Linked DNA regions of Zea mays: region 1 is linked to region 2. A link is a contact called in public Hi-C data. All regions are on one chromosome and are shown on one strand. The core of a region is the stretch at or near the end of the contact, and the rest is flanking DNA. Distances in the headings are between cores, read along the strand shown.

Region 1 (2,700 bases), core at 136-2,635, 220 kb before region 2:
GTTCGTCCAGCGGTACAGGCACGGACGTCACTCCTGCCTGTCCGTGAGGCTCAAGCTCAAGGCCAGCCAGCCACACGGGACCAGGGGTTTTGAACGCCCAAGGGTAACACTAACGATTTGCAATTTTGCATTGCGATGCACACACACACAAAAAAAAACAAGATTATCTGCGTCGTGCGAATCGGCGTCCCCCGCCCCGATCCCGCGAGACACCAACAAACGAGCTGGACTGGAACGGGAAGAAAGGAGAGAGAAAAAAACATTTCCCATTTCCCTTCCTTTTCCTCTCTCGCTGGGTCATGGTCATGGGGCTCTTTCCGGTCTCACGCACGCACACCACCACCACCACCACCACCCCGAACCCGAATATGCTGCCCCCAGCCGCGCCGGCCGCGCCCTGATCCCCTCACCCGATGCGCCATCCCCGCCGCCTCCCCCTCCTCCGCTGCCACGCCGCCGCCGGATCCGTTCCCGCCCGGCCACCCTGCGCTCTCGGCGGCGACGGGTCCCGCTGACCGCCCTGGGCCCGGCCCGCTGCCCCCATCGTGCTTGCCCCACCCACCTCCGCCTCGCGCCGGCGCGGGGTGCGGCGACGGCCGCTAGGGTTTCCGGGGCTGTCGCCTCGCGGTCCCCTCCCCCCGCGGATTCGCGCCCTTCCCCTACGGGCGCGCGTCGCGCTTAGGGTGTGCGTGGGTTTGGACTTCTCCTCAGCTTGGCTTGCGGTCGCGCGGTCCCGAGGAGCTCCACGGAAGCTTGATTTGTCAGGTGGGGGGGTTTCGAGGCAGAGACGCCGATCTGCGGCTGCCGGCGCCGCGGCATTGCGCCGCTTCCTAAGTCCCCGAGTGTCCGGAGCCTCCGATTCGGCTGGTCTGGGAGCTGGGCTGCGACGGGTGCTGCCTTCAGCTCCTCTTCGGCATCACTGTAAGCGTTTCAGGGTTCTCGCTTCTGGCTGGGGCTACCTGATATTGGAGGGAAACATGTCGGAGAACATTGATCTGGTGCTCGAGTTCCTGCGGAAGAACCGGTTCGCCAAGGCAGAGGCAGCTCTCCGTGGGGAGCTCACCGGACGCGCTGATTCGAACGACATGGCCACGCAGAGGCGCGTTGCTGAGCTGAAAGAAGGCGAGGAGCAGCAGGAGGGCTTGGTGGGTTCCAATGTAGGGCCCAAGGGTGCTGCGGCAGCGAGGAGTGCGGACTCGTCGAGGGAGTTCATCGTGAAGGAGATTGATGTTGGAGCCCTGCCGAATGGTTCGGATGGGAAGAAGGGGTCCGGGATTGGCCAGCCTCAGGATAACGTGGGGGATCTGTATCCTTGGACCTTCAGCATTGCAAACAGCACTGCAGAACAGCTAGCTGAGCTGCTGGTGTCGGAGGAGGTGCCAAGACATAGGCGTGGTGCGGTGCTGGCAGAGAAGAGGGATCGAGGTGTTGGGACCGAGCAACCTGGCCCGGTGCTGGAGCAAAAAGTCTCTTTTGGAAGAGGGAAAGGAAAAGTTGATGCTGCTGGGAGGACTGAGAACAGTGAACAGTGCCATTTTAGGGATAAAAGTCTAGTACCAGAAAAAGAGGAGATGCTGAATGGTTGCACAGTTAAGACGGTGCTTCCATTCCCCACGGAAAACCCGTCATCTAGCTACAATAGCACACACCATGAAAATGAGAGGAAAGAAGTAAAGAGGAGCAGTAATGCAGATGGTGTTGGAAAAGGAGCAAAAGGACATCTTGATGAGGGGAACAGGCAATACTACTTTGAAAAATCCCTAGATACAGATCTGGTGTCTGACCGATGCTTCGATTTACAGCTTGTTGGAGATAGTCAGCGTGAGGAGCTTCCGAAGTTACCTCCAGTGAGGCTCAAGTCCGAAGATAAGCTAGTCAACATGAACTGGGAGGAAAAGATCAATCACCATGGATCTGGGGCCAAGCAATCTAGTGCTGATCATGCTTTTATGATTGGGTCTTATCTCGATGTTCCCATTGGGCAAGAGATAACATCTTCAGGTATGTTGCTAGTGAGTTCAATAGTGATATGGCACATCAATTTACTAGGCAAGACCACAATAAATGCAAAATTTCCCAGGCCGTAATGCTGACTTTAGTTCTGTAGACCAAAAAACTTGAATGTTTGACTAATGTTCATGTTTTCTGTATCGTATTTGTGACCGATTAAGGACATTGGTCGATCTGTAGTTTACTGCTGTACATTTGTTATAACAATACAGAATAAAAACCTCATCTGACCTTGTGAAATGTTGCCTACTGGTGTTAGTAGTACATTACTGAATTACCAACATTTATTTGTTATCTTCATTGACATGGCTAGACACATCCTAAGTAGCTCACTTGTGATACTTGCTGTATCATGTATAAATTATTAGTAACGATCCATATGTTGTGATTCAATTGTTTAAAATAATGCTTTCACCCCAAAAAAAGAAGAGAGGAGAGAATAATTGACTGGCATTTTATGTTTCTGTAGTTGCTGTGTTTAATGGTTTCTTTCTTTCCCCGACGTTTCATCTTTCTATAGTTGTTTTGCTTTCCATTCATCTTCTTTTTTCCCCGAAGTGTGAGGTGATGACTCCGCATGTCCTTAATGCTGATTATTTTAATTTTTCTGTGTCATATTGTTTGGCTCCAGAATAATGACATTGCACTCACATATTCAGGTGGAAGACGTACAATCGGCAGTAGTTGGTT
Region 2 (2,700 bases), core at 154-2,653:
CAAAACTTTTCGATAAAAAAGACTTGACTTCGATAAAAAAAAGACTTGACTCAATGAGCCAGGACACAGCCGGCTGCGGCAACTCGTGCCGGCACATGATATATAGCGTTTTACTGTGTATGCACATTTGGTGCTAGCAGGAAGGCATGGGGGGTTTGAAACTCAGCAAGGCCAAATCATGGATACATGATTGAAGCTGGGCGCGCGCGGGCCAGCAGTGCAGTTGAGTTGCAATTGCAACCACTGGCACTGTTTGTTTTTGGAACAAAAGCTTGTGAACACACGCTGCCCCCAACTCCCAATCTGGCGTATGGTGTGTGGTCGATTTTTTAGCAGTGGTTGACCCCCACGAGTTGATCTACTCGATTTGCTTGCTTAACCTAAAGCGTGCAGATGAAGACCAAGAGCTCTTCCCGCGTGGAAATGAGAGGGAGAGGACTGCCGGAGCCTGCCTAATCATCAAACGACCAGAGATGCTAAAGTAGCACAAGCTACATATATATATATATGTGTGTGTAATAATTACCTAAAACAAACTCCGACGGCAACCCTTCCTGGTAGCTACTAGCTAGGCAGGTCAGCAGGTGCTAAACTGATTATTGGCAGGGCTCCCCCCATGCATGAAAAGTACGGCCCAACGTATTTCCGCTAGGACGCCGGACGTGTATGTGGTAGTGGTACGTAGAAAAGGCATCTCGTGACTCATGCGGACACGAATTTCAATCAGCCTGTACATACATGTACATACAGTAATACTGTATACTCCCTCCGTTTCTTTTTATTTGTCGCTGAATAGTGTAATTTTGCACTATTCAGCGAGAAATAAAAAGAAACGGAGGGAGTACTTGAAAGAAATGGATGAAGAAACGGAACTCAACGCATGGCATCTGTTCTCTTTGTTTTTGCGATGCAGTGCATGCATGCTACTATCCACTCGGTCTGCAAACTTTGACCCCAAGACTCTTTTTTTTTCTCTCAGACGACGCCGAACACGTACGCGTGCTTTTCCGTCACTGGAGCCGGCCGTGGTTATAACAATCGGAGCACGATCGTTCTGCGCTAACTACAAGATTAGGCATGCAAAACACACACACGCACACGAAACAGCAGGGCGCGCGGGCGCGCGCGCGCATCCACCCGTGCACCAAAACCCTGTCCCCTGTTTTTTGGCTTTGGGCTTTGGCGCAGCGCTGGGGCCGGGCCTACACGGAATCACCCCGGCCCCACCGGTGCTAGCTAGCACCTCACCGCCGCGGCCGACAGCGACGTCGGCGAGCGCGCGCGAGAGATCAGACCACCAACTAATCATGCAGGCAAGGCAACGACCCGCGGCCGGCTAGCTAGCCCGGTCGCTCTTGCTGTTGGCTTATATATGCCTTGGCTTCCCGACTCCAACCAACCTGACACGACGCCCCTCTCTTAGCTTCTCTGTCGTACCAGCAGCAGCAACCAACCCCCCCCCCCCCCCCCCCCGCCCTTAAACCCCTCGAGCTCGCGCGAGAGGCTGTGCGCTCAGCCGCCGATCGAATTGCTCTCGCTCGTCGATCCATGGGAGAGGCCGTCACCGCCGCGGAGCTGCTGTACGGCATGCCGTTGATCCGGTCGGTGGCCGGGGATGGCGCCGGCGCCGGCGTTGAGACCGCCGGCTGCGGTGCGCTGCTCGTGGAGCTCAAGGTGAGTCATCAATTTCAGTGTGGTCGATCGTGCTCTTTCCAGGGTTCACAATCTCGGCCAGTTTTTTTCACACTGAAATGAACGCCTTGATGGGTGGCTCGTGGATGATGGTGTCCTCGTTTGCGGTCGCGTGTGCGTGCGTGCGTGCAGCAACTGTGGGGGGAGATCGGGAAGAGCCGGGAGGAGCGGGAGCGGATGGTGCGGGAGCTGGAGGCCGAGTGCATGCGCGTGTACCGCCGCAAGGTCGACGAGGCCACCGGCGAGCGGGCCGCTCTGCACCAGTCGCTCGCCGCGGGGGAGGCCGAGATCGCCGCGCTCGCCGCCGCGCTGGGCTCCGACAGCGGCCCTCAGCTCAAGGTATTAACCTCTTTCCATAATCTCCTTCTCCTCGTTCCCGACCCCATGCATGGCCTACAGTGCTCTGGATGCAAAAACACGTTGTAAGTTGATTTTAGCTAACGATAGGTACGCGCCGTCGCGCGCGCGGTCTCCTTCCTTCAGGTGAACAAATGGACCATGTCGCTGACCGAGCGCGTGTCGTCGGCAACAGCCCTGCTGGAAGAGCTGAGGGCGGTGAAAGCAGAGCGGAGCAGACAGTTCGCCGACGTCCGGTCAGAGATCGAGAAGATCACCGCCGAGATCGCTGGGAGGAGCTACGGCTACGAGGGCTCCCCCCGGGCCAGCGAGGTGGGAGAACACGACCTGACGATCAGGAGGCTGAACGAGTACAGGGCGCGCCTCACGAGCTTCCAGAAGGAGAAGGTACGGTAGCTGACTGACGCATCCCTGGTTCTGTTTCTGAAACTTCTGAACTCGCAGGCACCCATTAAGGACAGTGTTTCTGAGAACAAAACCGAATTGACAGATCCATTCAGCGACTGCTTAACATAAATCACTGATTAACAGAAAGAAACACCCAGCTCTGACCTTAGGTGAGACATGCCTGTCAAGTGTCAACTAGCAGGAGGTCACACGTCAGTCAGTTTTAGGTCCTACGGCTACTCTTGTGGTCATGTCGTTCCGTTG

Evidence for each region. A called contact is a pair of places that touch in the nucleus more often than the background predicts.
Region 1: a Hi-C map of tassel shows a contact between it and region 2, with 3 times the contacts expected there. The contact joins the promoter of LOC100381461 here to the promoter of LOC103643915 in region 2. A contact is called at or near these places in 5 of 25 Hi-C or Micro-C datasets (bundle sheath, ear, leaf and 2 more).

What each region holds. Positions count from the first base shown.
Region 1 is chr1:275,835,937-275,838,636 of Zm-B73-REFERENCE-NAM-5.0, reverse strand. LOC100381461 (Protein kinase superfamily protein) reads left to right here and starts at 1,385. Exons shown (of 7, transcript NM_001320811.1): 1 at 1,385-2,001; 2 at 2,670-2,700. The coding sequence starts at 1,572.
Region 2 is chr1:275,619,672-275,622,371 of Zm-B73-REFERENCE-NAM-5.0, reverse strand. LOC103643915 reads left to right here and starts at 1,403. Exons shown (of 10, transcript XM_008667084.3): 1 at 1,403-1,674; 2 at 1,825-2,031; 3 at 2,176-2,436. The coding sequence starts at 1,549.